2 separate regions of the Canis lupus genome follow, and region 2 is linked to region 1. The links are chromatin contacts, called in public Hi-C maps. All regions are on one chromosome and are shown on one strand. The core of a region is the stretch at or near the end of the contact, and the rest is flanking DNA. Distances in the headings are between cores, read along the strand shown. Region 1 holds the start of CCDC112 (coiled-coil domain-containing protein 112). Region 2 holds the start of FEM1C (protein fem-1 homolog C).

Region 1 (5,533 bases), core at 1,475-3,974:
TGATACTTTGTTAGTATGCCCTAACAAACTAATACAGGAATTTTAGCTATTTTAGTGAACATTTCTTACACCATGAAGTGGTCATCAGGAAAAATCTCTCCTCAAAAAACATTAGTTGGTTTCACTATAAGAGTCAGTGGGAATATTCATGCATTTAATCATATGACAAATACTCAAGTTCAGTGGTAAGCTGAGAATTTGAGTGTGTAGGTGTGTGTGGTATATGAGGGAAGTGCAAAGATGGATTATACCTAGCTAAAATCCTCAAAAACCTCACAATATGGTACAGCAGTGGTTCTAATTTCTTTTTTAAAGCCCAAACACCCTTGAAAGATTGTTACTGCTGTCATCATCAACTACGAGGCTCTTCCTTCCCTAAAATGATGAAAGCATATAGAGCAGGGTGTCTCAGCCTTAACACTCCTGACATTTTGGGCTAGATAATTTTTTTGTTGGGGGACTATCTTTTGACTTCTACCCACCAGATGCTAGTGGCACACACAACCCAACCCCACTCCAGTTGTGACAACCAAAAATGTCTCCAGACATTGCTAAATGTCAGAAATAGATAAAATATTTCAAACAGCTCCACAGGTGATTTTGATCCAACCCCTGGAAAGGCAAACATCACCAGAAAGGAGTGATAAAAAGGCCCATTAATGACATTATCAGGCAAAACATGATGACAGTATTTAGAGAACAAATCAGTTTGAACTAGAGTAAGCCAGAAAGGCTTCATGGAAAAAGCCAGCAAGCTGGCTAAACCCCTGGGATCATACATTAAATAAAATGTTAAAAATTATTTTTAAAGTACTTAATGCATTATTATATTTTACTTTTTTCCCCCTAGGACATCTGGGCCAGAGGTAGAATAATAGAATTACAGGGGGATGCTGTGAAACATTTGGCTGAGGTGGAATTTCCTGAGCTAATAATTCAAATCAAGATAGAAAATCGCTATATTCTCTTAGAAGAAGAAATAGAGAGAACCTATCCTCACTTCACAAAAGCCTTCCTTCAAGTCTGGATTGATCCTCAAATACTCAGTGAGTGCCTACTATGATTCAGGACTAAAACACAAGAGAAAAAGGAAAATATGTAACATGTAGCCTACTGGTAATAAGTGCCATGGAGCAAAACAAAACCAGAAGAGGGAATAGGGTGTGATGAGTAAGGGGATTCAGTTTGGGTAAGTCATGAAAAGAAGCACTGAGGGACACCTAGGTGGCTCGGCGGTTGAGCGTCTAGATGCTTTTGGCTCAGGGTGTGATCCCAGGGTCTGGTGATCGAGTCCCACATCAGGCTTCCTGCATGAAGACTGCTTCTCCCTCTGCCTAAGTCTCTCCCTCTCTCTCTGTGTCTCTCATGAGTAAATAAATAAAATTTTAAAAAAAGAAAAGAATCACTGAGCTGATGGCACTTGAACAAAGTTACATGAAAGAAACAGAGCTAGGGGTGCCTGGGTGGCTCAGTGGTTGACCATTATCTGCCTTTGGCTCAGATCATGATCCCGGGGTCCTGGGATCAAGTCCCACATGGGGCTCCCTGCTCAGCAGAGAGGGGAACTTTTCCCTCTGCCTATGTCTCTGCCTCTCTGTGTGTCTCTCATGAATAAATAGAAGAAGTTTTTTTTTTTTAAAAAAGAAGAAAACAGAGCTAGCCACAGAATCAAGAGGGAAGAGGGAATCGCAATGACAAAGGTCCTAAGGTAGGAGAGTGCTAGGCATGCCTGAGGGACAAGCAGAAGGCTCTGCAGACCGTGGAAAGGACATCGGCTTTTACTATGAGGGCTCTGAGCTGAAGAGTGTCATTACTGGACTGAACTGCCCCGGCTGTTGAGGATACTTTAAGAAGGCAAGAATGTTAGAACAGAAACCAATTCAGAAAGTATTTCAGCCAGGGAGAAATGATGGTGTGGACAAGGGCAGCGGCACTGGAGATGTGAAGAGTGAGTGGGATTTCTGACTTACTCTGCAGGTAGGACACGGGGGGCTGCCCACGCTCTGGGTGTGGGCTGCGGGACAACGAGAGCAGTGGAGGTCTCTGGCGGAAGCAACTGGACCCAGCCGTCCCTGAGGATCCTCTGGTCCCCGGCGCGGAGACCGAGGTCCTAGGCAGATACGAGACCACCCCGTGTTTAGCTCTTCTTGTGCTCCTCGCTCAGACACAATAACGGAGCAGCCACCAACGACCGGGCACCGTGCAGGGCCCCGCGGACGTGGGGACCAGAAGGCACGGAGTCGCCAAGACGTTAGGTTCTCATCACGGGGCTGGGGGCGGCGGAGCCAGGGTTCCCACCCAGACTTTGCCTCGATGCCAAAGCCACATGGCCGTGGCTCTGAAAAAGCAGTTGCACGCACAAGCCCACAGAGCGCGACGCCCGGCGTGGGCCCGGCCGCGGCCAGGGGAGGCTCCCAGCGCCCGCGCCCCCGCCCCCGCCCCCGCCCCCGGAGGCGCTGCGGCGGACACCAGCTCGGCGGGGGCCCGACCCCGTCCCGGCCCCGTCCCGGCCCCGGCGCCCGCAGCGCCCACAGCGCCCACAGCCCCGCCCCCCCGCGGGAACGGCTTCCGGCCCTCCGCGGGTTACCTGTTGCGGCACCTGCGCGGCTCCCACGCCGCTCCCGGGGGCCGCGCCCGCGCCCGCCCCCGCCACAGCTCCCGCCACCGCCGTGGCCGCCGCCGCCACCACGACCGTCGTCAGGGCCGCCATCTTTCCTCGCCCGGCCGCTCGGGCTGCAGCGGCCACGCGGGCCACGGGGTCCGGGCCGCGGGAGCTCCTGGTCCTGCAGACGTTCCCTGCGCGGCGGAGCCCCACGGGACGCAGAGCTCGGCGGGGCCACGGCGCGGGGCGGGGCCGAGGGGCCGAGGGGCCGAGGGGCGGGGCCGGGATGCGGGGCGGGGGCCGAGGGGCGGGGCGGGGGCGGGGCCGGGGGCGGGGCCGGGATGCGGGGCGGGGGCCGAGGGGCGGGGCGGGGGCGGGGCCGGGGGCGGGGCCGGGATGCGGGGCGGGGGCTGAGGGGCGGGGCCGGGGGCGGGGCCGAGGGGCGGGGGCGGGGCCGAGGGGCCGAGGGGCCGAGGGGCCGAGGCCAGGGCAGGGCAGGTCGGAGATGGAGGGTGGAGCCGAGTCGTCGAGCTGGGCCGCGGCTCAGGACCCGGCGGGAGCTGGGGGCGTTGCTGGGCGCGGCCGACTGGGAAGCAGGCGGGAGTGCAAGGAGGGCCGGAGGGATAGGGCGCGGGCGGGGGACAGGGCGGGGCTCCGAGGGGATGCTGAGCCGGGCGGGAGCGCGGGGCGGGGCCGGGGCCGGGGGCGGGGCGCGGGGCGGGGCCGGGCGCGGGGCGGGGCCGACGCCGGAGCGGCGCCGAGAAGTGCGGCGGGGCGGAGGGCAGGGTGGGGCCGAGTCGTGGGCGGGACAGGGGCGCGGGGGCACCGCGGACCAAGTGCAGGGCGGCCGGGGGAATCTGGCCGGGCTCTGCCGGGGCTGATTCAGGGCAAGGCGGGAGCGCGGGCGGGTCGGCTTGTGAGGCGGGGCCTGAGTGTAGAACGGGTTGGGAGCGGGGCCAAGGTGTGGGGCGGGTCGGAGCGCGGGACCGGGCAGGACCTGGGAGCAGCGTGGGGCGGGGCCGGAGAGCGTGCGGGGAGGAACCTGGGTGCCGGCAGGGCGCGGCCGGGGGACGGAACGGGGCGGGGGCGGGGCGGGGGGCAGGGGCGGGGCGGAGTACGAGCAGAGGCGGGGCCGGGAGGAACCTGGGTGCCGGCAGGGCGCGGCCCGGGAACAGGAGGGGGCGGGGCGGGGCGATCGGCCAGAACCTTAGCGCTGCTGCGGGTGCGTGTCAACTTTCCCAAAAGCTTCACTACTGGTATTCAGCAAAATCTTTCTAAATCCCTCCTTTACCTCCAGTCCCCTACTCACCTTTTACTGTCACATTTATTTGTGTTATATATAGATATAGCTCTGTCTATAGTTACATATTTTACCTAATAGGACTGCTTTCTAGGTTTCTACTAAGTGCTGGTGAAACAGAGTCTCACTGTAAAAGCATTTATTTATGAGTTTGAACAATTAACTGTATTTTACACTTTCCAAGAAACGAAGCAGGGCATGCCCCGCACTGTCAGACGCCAGAGGCAGAAATGCCACACTTGGTCAATAAGAAGGGACATTTCAAAGACACTGTGTAGGGGAGTTGGAAAAAATCCATAGATGGATGACTCCTGCAATTAAGACACAGACAACCAGTGGCAGTTTGCCGGGTTCCTGGGCTCACCACCGCCTTTTCCTCCTCTAAAGAAATGGATTCATCCATTCATCCCTTCACTCATTCAATCAATATCCAGCTCCTGCTAGGGTCCAGGCCCTGTTCTAGGCCTTTAGAATTCATTGTACAATTAGACACATGTATGCACATGGGGGCACACCCACACACTTATACGAGGTTCCTTCTCTCTAACTTTTAGGGAATTTAAACAAGTAAACAAACAGGGTATTTACTGAGCATTTACTTTGTGCTCACACTGTTCTAAGTAACCCAGTGAAGTAGGTATCACTATTATCTCCTTTTCACAAATAAGGATACAAACCTCAGCAGCCTGACTCCAGAGATCATCCTGGTAGAGAAGTTCAACAGGCAAGTGGATGAATGTCTCTGGAGCCTGGAGAGAGATTGGAGCTTAAGATGTGACTTTGGTCTTCATCTGCATGTAGAAAATATTTTATTTTATTTTGTTTTATTTTTAAGTATTTATTTATTTGAGGGGAAGAGGGGCAAAGAGAAAGAGAATCTGCACCAGACTCCCCATCCTATGTGGGGCTTGATACCATAAACCCAAGATCATGACCCCAGCCAAAATCCAGAGTCAGATGCTCAACCAATTGAGCCACCCAGGCACCCCTGCATGTAGAAAATATTTTAAATAACTCTGAATGAGCTCACACAGGAGGATAAATTGAAGTCTAAGAACTGAGTCCTAGGGCCTTCCAACATAGGTGACCACGGACAGGAAGAAGAGGAGGGAGACTCAGAAGGAGAGGTCTGAGAGAAGGGAGGAAAACCAAAGGTCTGTGGAAGAAAAAAGTGTTTTGAAGAGGGAATGATGCACTTTGTGGTCTTCTGCCCAGAAGCTTGAGTGAGAGGAAAACAGAGAAATGATGGTTGGATTTGACAACAGGGAGGCCATGGCCACCCCAAGACGAGCAGCGCCAGTGGGATGGTGAGGACAAAGCCTCACTGAGACGGTTGAGGGAATATTGAACATGAGGAATAGAAATAGAAATAACAGATGTTTTGATGAATTTGTGATACAGGTGATCAGACAAATGAGGTGGTCTCTGGAAGATGTGCGACCAGAGAAGATGTGTGATCTTTGCTGTGTTGTGTTCCAAGGTGAGGACTACTAGAGAGTGCTTGTGCCCTGGAGTCCAGGACAGAAGTGGAAAGGTCTGTCTTTGATATGAGTATAGGCTCTTCCCGACTGGACGGTTACAGTGCAAGCTGATTGGTAGATGTGGTGAGAGAAGATGGCTTCCTCTCCTCC
Region 2 (5,533 bases), core at 819-3,318, 220 kb after region 1:
AAAAAAAAAAATCAAAGCTAAGACAAATACATTACATTGAAGTATATTCTCAAATGGATTAAATGCAAGCCTAAGGGCTCAGATTGACTGCTGCTAACATCCCCTGTAACTCTGGGGAACCCAGGAATTGGAAGGTACTCGAAACAAGTGACAGAAAAATGCTCCTTAATGTCGTGACTGAGGTCTTTTCATCACACTTGTTCACTGTGTTATGGGGTATCAGAGAAACGACCAGCAAGGTTAGGATGGAAGGGACACATAATCAAAACAGGTCTGTCGGTGTTGGCTGACTCAGCGCCCACTGTTTATATAGTTAGGGACCAGACTTCCTGAAAAATAATGGTAAACACTTCAAAAACCGCAACGAAGAAGGTGAACTCACCTTTAACACTTTTTCTATTAACATCTGCACCCTTTTCAAGTAAATACTGAGCAATCTCTTTGTGTCCTTTGTAGCACGAAATCATCAGGCACGTATGCCCGTGGCGGTTGGACACTTCCAAATCAGCTTTGTGTTCCACGAGGTACTTCACTATTTCCAAATGGCCATCGAAACAGGCAGCTCGCAGAGGAGTGGAGTTGGTCAGAGTTGTGTTGTTGACAGACGCTCCATGATTTAACAAAGACTGCACCACCTTCAGATGTCCTGCTGCAGAGGCGGCCCACAGCGGGGGAGCCCCCTCAATGGTTTCGCCATCAAAGTTGACAGAGCCCCCCACTTCTATGGAGGCGCTGCAGTGCTCTAGGAGGAATTCCACCATGTCAAGGTGCCCGTACCTGGCGGCCATCAGGAGCGGCGTGGCTCCATTTGTTTTTTCAGAGATCAAGGAGGAAACCTCCTCTTTGGATTTGCTTGCCAACAACTTGGTGAGAAGCCGGAGTTTGCCATCCCGAGCTGCGTTAAATACTGCTGTCTTTAGATCCATTTATGTCCGGTGGAGAGGCTGCGCTTTCTTTATCCTTCAAAGCAAAGCTCCAGCTTCACTCTATCGACACAGGCAAGAGTCACAGGAACCAAAGTTCAGTGTTAATCGCTGCACCCCGAACGGATATAAAACCACGAAAAGTATGCTGTCTTACCGCCTCCCAACATCTGACAACCAGAGCACCAAACTAGAAAAGAGAGAGAAGGGGGGAAAAAAAAAAAGTGGCAGTTTTGAAATTTCCATAGGTAAGGGCAAAAACACTACTTAGGTCTCCTTAATTTCTCCTCCTCCGCGGCGGGAGTCGGCAGGGGGAGGAGGGGAGAGGCATACTCCAGGGACTACTCAAGCCCCCCAGACACCAGACACGGCGGGAGGAACACAAAGGGTGCACACGGGCCCTAAGGGTCCGGGGGGAGGCAGTCTCTCCCCTGCACACGGTCAGCGTAAACCCTCCCGGCAACCGGCTTTCTCGCCTCCTAAGCAGCCAAGCTTTGTTCTAGTTTCGGCTTCGCACACGCCCAGAGTGAGTACAACCGAAAAGAGGCAGGAGACGCGGGTTCAGAAACGTTCCTCTGGCTCCCAGCTGCAGGGGAGAGCGGGCCAAGCGCGAGGCTGAAGGCCTCACGGGGGCCAGAGGGGGTTTGGGGACGGAACAGAAAGGTCGGACACCACAGACCCGGCCGGCGCACGCACAGCGGCCGCCCCAAGGCTGCTCTGCGCTTCGCAAGTCCTCGAGCCTCTCAGGAAATCCGGCCGCCGTCCGGCTTAGCCAACTTGGCCCGCCCCACTTGGATGCCCCGGCCGCCCCCAGACCGCGGCCGCCCCTCCGTAAGCTTCCCCGCCGCCGTCTCCAGGCCCGGGCGGCCGCCTCCCCGAGCCCCCGCCACCCCCGCCCGGCCAGCCGCCGAGCCCGCGGCCTCGGCCCGCCGCCGCCTTCCCCCGCCCGCCCGGGCCTCCCCGCCGAGGGCCCCGCCGCCGCCGCTACCTGCCCGGGGGCCGGGCCTCCCCGCCGCCGCCGGCCGCTCACGCTCGGGCCGCCCCCCTTAAATGGAAACCGTTGTCCGCGCCGCCGCCGGGGCCGGCCTGCTCCGCCTGCAGCCGCACAGCTCGTCCATGCCCCGCGCCCCACAGGAATGAATCCGGCCGCGCCGCTCGCCCCGCCCCGCCCCGCCGCGCCGCGCCGCGCCGCCTCCCGCCCTCCCCGTCTGCGCGGGCTACAGCAGCTGCAGCGGATGCCGCGGCGGATGGTGTAATGGGCGGCGGGCCGGGGGCCGGACGAGCCGGAGCGAGGCTTCACATCACTGACGCGGCAGCCGCGCCATTGGGCCGGGGGAGGGCGGCGGCCGCCGCGAGCAACCGCGTAGGGGCGGGGCGGGGCGGGGGGGGGGGGGGGGCGGGGCGGGGCGGGGCGGGGCCGCGAGCCCGGCGGAAGACGCAGCGGCGTGAGGCACGCCAGGGGGCGGGGCGCCACGAGGGGGCGGGGCCACGCCGCGGCTCGGCTCGGCTCGGCTCGGCTCGGCTCGGCTCGGCTCGGCGGCCCGGGGGGGGGGCGGGGGCGGGCGCCGCTCCGCCGCCTCGGGTTCCCCGCGCACGTGTCGGGAGGCTGGTGTGCGGGACCTCTGGGTCCCACGGCCAGAACTTCAGGAGCGCGGTGGCTGTGGTCACTCCCTCGCACCCACCGACGCTCCGGGAGCACCCTCTTCTCTCCTGTTGGTGGAAATACACCGAGCTCTCATGGTTAGATGTCGGAAAAACAGAACAAGAAAAAACACGGGAAATCTCAGTAAAAGATTAGTGTGGGGCGCGCTGCCAGTCATGACTTATGCCTTTTTTTTTTTTCTTTTAAAGGGCTCTAAAAAACTAAAATGTTATGAAGAGTGCTAAAATTTCAGAGCAGTAAGTCAACAAGGTCAAGCTCTTCAACTCTTTGAACAATAAAACCAGAAAATGAAAGAAAGCCAAAAAGCTAATCTGAATGAAGATCACATCATACCGCAGGGAAGGAAACGTACCAAATCTGTGACGTTAAGGCAAGGGATGTATTAAACGAGATTGAGGAAAAGTGTAGGTATGTTTGGGGAAGAACACCCAAGCGAATCATGAGGAGGAAATAGTGTTTGAAAAACTGATCATCAATCTTGTGAATACTTTATTTTGTACCAATTCCTTGGGTACCACTGGGGGAAAGACTATTAGGTTAGACGTTATCAGACCCCGCCTCACAAATGTAATCATTATTTTTAAAGTCAGACATTTCACACACGCCCCAAAATCACAACTTCATGTTTGCTTCTTGACTTATAGTTTTGTCTAGAAGTTTATGTAGGTTTGTAGTTGATGTAATTTTGCATAATTGAAGTCCTAATTTTCTTTTTTTTTAAGATTTTATTTATTCATGAGAGACCCACAGAGAGAGGAGATACACAGGCAGAGGGAGAAGCAGGCTCCCTGCGGGGAGCCTTATGGGGAACACCATCCTAGGACCCCGGGACCCCACCCTGAGCCAAAGGCAGATGCTCAACCACTGAGCCACCCAGGTGACCTTTGAAGTCCTAATTTTCATACAAGTACATACTTTGTTTTGTTTTTCCCTTACTGTCCTCTAAAGATTTATTGTGTCCTTATAGTCTTAATAATCCTTTTTTATTAAGTAGTCAGTATACAGGTTGCATCACAGAACCCCAGAATTGAAGCTCAGGTTACTAGCATTGAGAAGAAAATACAGAAGAACAGAATTAAAGGATCAGAGTAGTCATTTTTAACAATCCATCAACCGAGAGGTTGAGCTGCTTTATCCTTAGTGTGCAGGTCACAGGTCTATACTCCCAAGACACAGATGCCACTGTACAGAGTCCTGACCAAAGCCTAGCCTGAGCTCTTAACAAATTCAGTAAGACGACGTGAAAATTTTTATCAGTGGCCTGCAAACTGAGATGTGCACCCTCGCATTCCCTCCAAGGGATTTTCAAGGGGTAGGTGCCTACTTAAGATCATTTTAAGGCCACTTGTTTCTGAATCTTCAACTTGCATCTATACTATTTCCTGAAACTGATTTGCTGGTTTAAAGAATGCAGTCAGTGTGTCTCCCTGCTTCATTTCCCAGCCATGCCACCATAGCTATATATTTTCCAAATTGCAAAAAGAGAGGGCATAACTCATTCAATGAGATCTTAGAAGGGTGCATTATTCCAGCGTGTAAAAACTCGAGGAAACTTTTGTCAGTTTTTTATCAACTTAAAATATTGGGCTGTATTGAGAAAGTGTATACTTCTAATGGCTCTGTAACAAATTCTTCTGCAAGTCATATGATTTCCAAATAATTGCTTTCAATAAAGGATGACCTGAAGATCACTATATGAGTCTATAAAGTAGGAGTTCAAAGAATTTTAAAGTTCAAAACCTTACAGCCCCATCTACTTATTAACGGTAAAAACATTCTTACAATTTACTAAAATGAAAAATAGAAAAAACACTGATGCTAAACTATATCTCTTTCTTCTAAGAAGTAGTATTTAACAGCAAACAAATGCAGTAATTGTAAAAAGTTACTTATGTCTAATACTTTAAAAGCTTTGTAATATATTTTATATTATTTTGAATAATTGATTATTTTTAATATATCTCAATCTAGAAGAAAATATTTCAGCACTTATAGTCTTTCAGACACAGGAAATGTAAAATATTAAATTTATTTATTTATTTTTTAAGATTTTATTTATTTATTCATGAGAGACACAGAGTGAGAGAGAGAGAGGCAGAGACACAGTCTCAGGGAGAAGCAGGCCTCACGCAGGGAGCCTGACATGGGAATTGATCCTGGGACTCCAGGATCATGCCCTGAGCCGAAGGCAGGCGCCAAACCGCTGAACCACCCAGGCATCCCCCAAATTTATTTTTTTAAGGATTATTTATTTATTCATGAAAGACACAGAAAGAGAGAGGGAGTGGCAGAGACACAGGCAGAGGGAGAAGCAGGCTCCATGCAGGAAGCCAGACATGGGACTTGATCCTGGGACTCCAGGATCACACCCTGGAATGAAGGCAAACGCTCAACCGCTGAGGCACCCAGGCGTCCATCCCTAAAATATTAAATTTAAATGTATATATCTTTTCATTGCAGAGAAATATAATAGGTGATAGATAAAACACATTCAAACACAGAAATATGTGAAATTAGGATATAATCCTGAGGGGTGAGAATGTGGAATGGAGTTACAGTGTAAAGAGAAAAAATAAGTGGAATATACTGTAGATAAACAAGAGTTTTTTCATATATTTTAAAAATGGTGACTGGTAGGCATAATTGCTATGGTGTTTAGATTTCACTGGATTCATTTAAGAGAGTGACTATTCCATTTTAAAGTGTGAATGTTTACGGCATGAAGGAAATTACATCCTTTGCAAAGACTTAAACTTACGATGAAAATTTTTATTTTTTATTTTTATTTTTTTAAAGATTTATTTATTTATTCATGAGAGACACAGACTGAGAGAGAGGCAGAGACACAGGCAGAGGGAGAAGCAGTCTCCATGCAGGGAGCCCGATGCAGACTTGATCCCAGATACCCGGATCATGACCCAGGGAAGGCAGGCGCCCAACCGCTGAG

Evidence for each region. A called contact is a pair of places that touch in the nucleus more often than the background predicts.
Region 2: a Hi-C map of blood shows a contact between it and region 1, with 2.4 times the contacts expected there. The contact joins the promoter of FEM1C here to the promoter of CCDC112 in region 1. A contact is called at or near these places in 2 of 9 Hi-C or Micro-C datasets (both in blood).

Annotation. Positions count from the first base shown.
Region 1 is chr11:5,320,435-5,325,967 of UU_Cfam_GSD_1.0, forward strand. CCDC112 (coiled-coil domain-containing protein 112) reads right to left here and starts at 2,725. Exons shown (of 9, transcript XM_038551839.1): 1 at 2,588-2,725. The coding sequence starts at 2,710. It overlaps LOC119876793 (a long non-coding RNA gene), which reads right to left and starts at 4,776. Exons shown (of 2, transcript XR_005366513.1): 1 at 4,580-4,776; 2 at 4,027-4,213.
Region 2 is chr11:5,540,245-5,545,777 of UU_Cfam_GSD_1.0, forward strand. FEM1C (protein fem-1 homolog C) reads right to left here and starts at 2,069. Exons shown (of 4, transcript XM_038551842.1): 1 at 1,912-2,069; 2 at 1,081-1,113; 3 at 383-986. The coding sequence starts at 926. It overlaps LOC102151249 (a long non-coding RNA gene), which reads left to right and starts at 1,551. Exons shown (of 2, transcript XR_005366514.1): 1 at 1,551-1,754.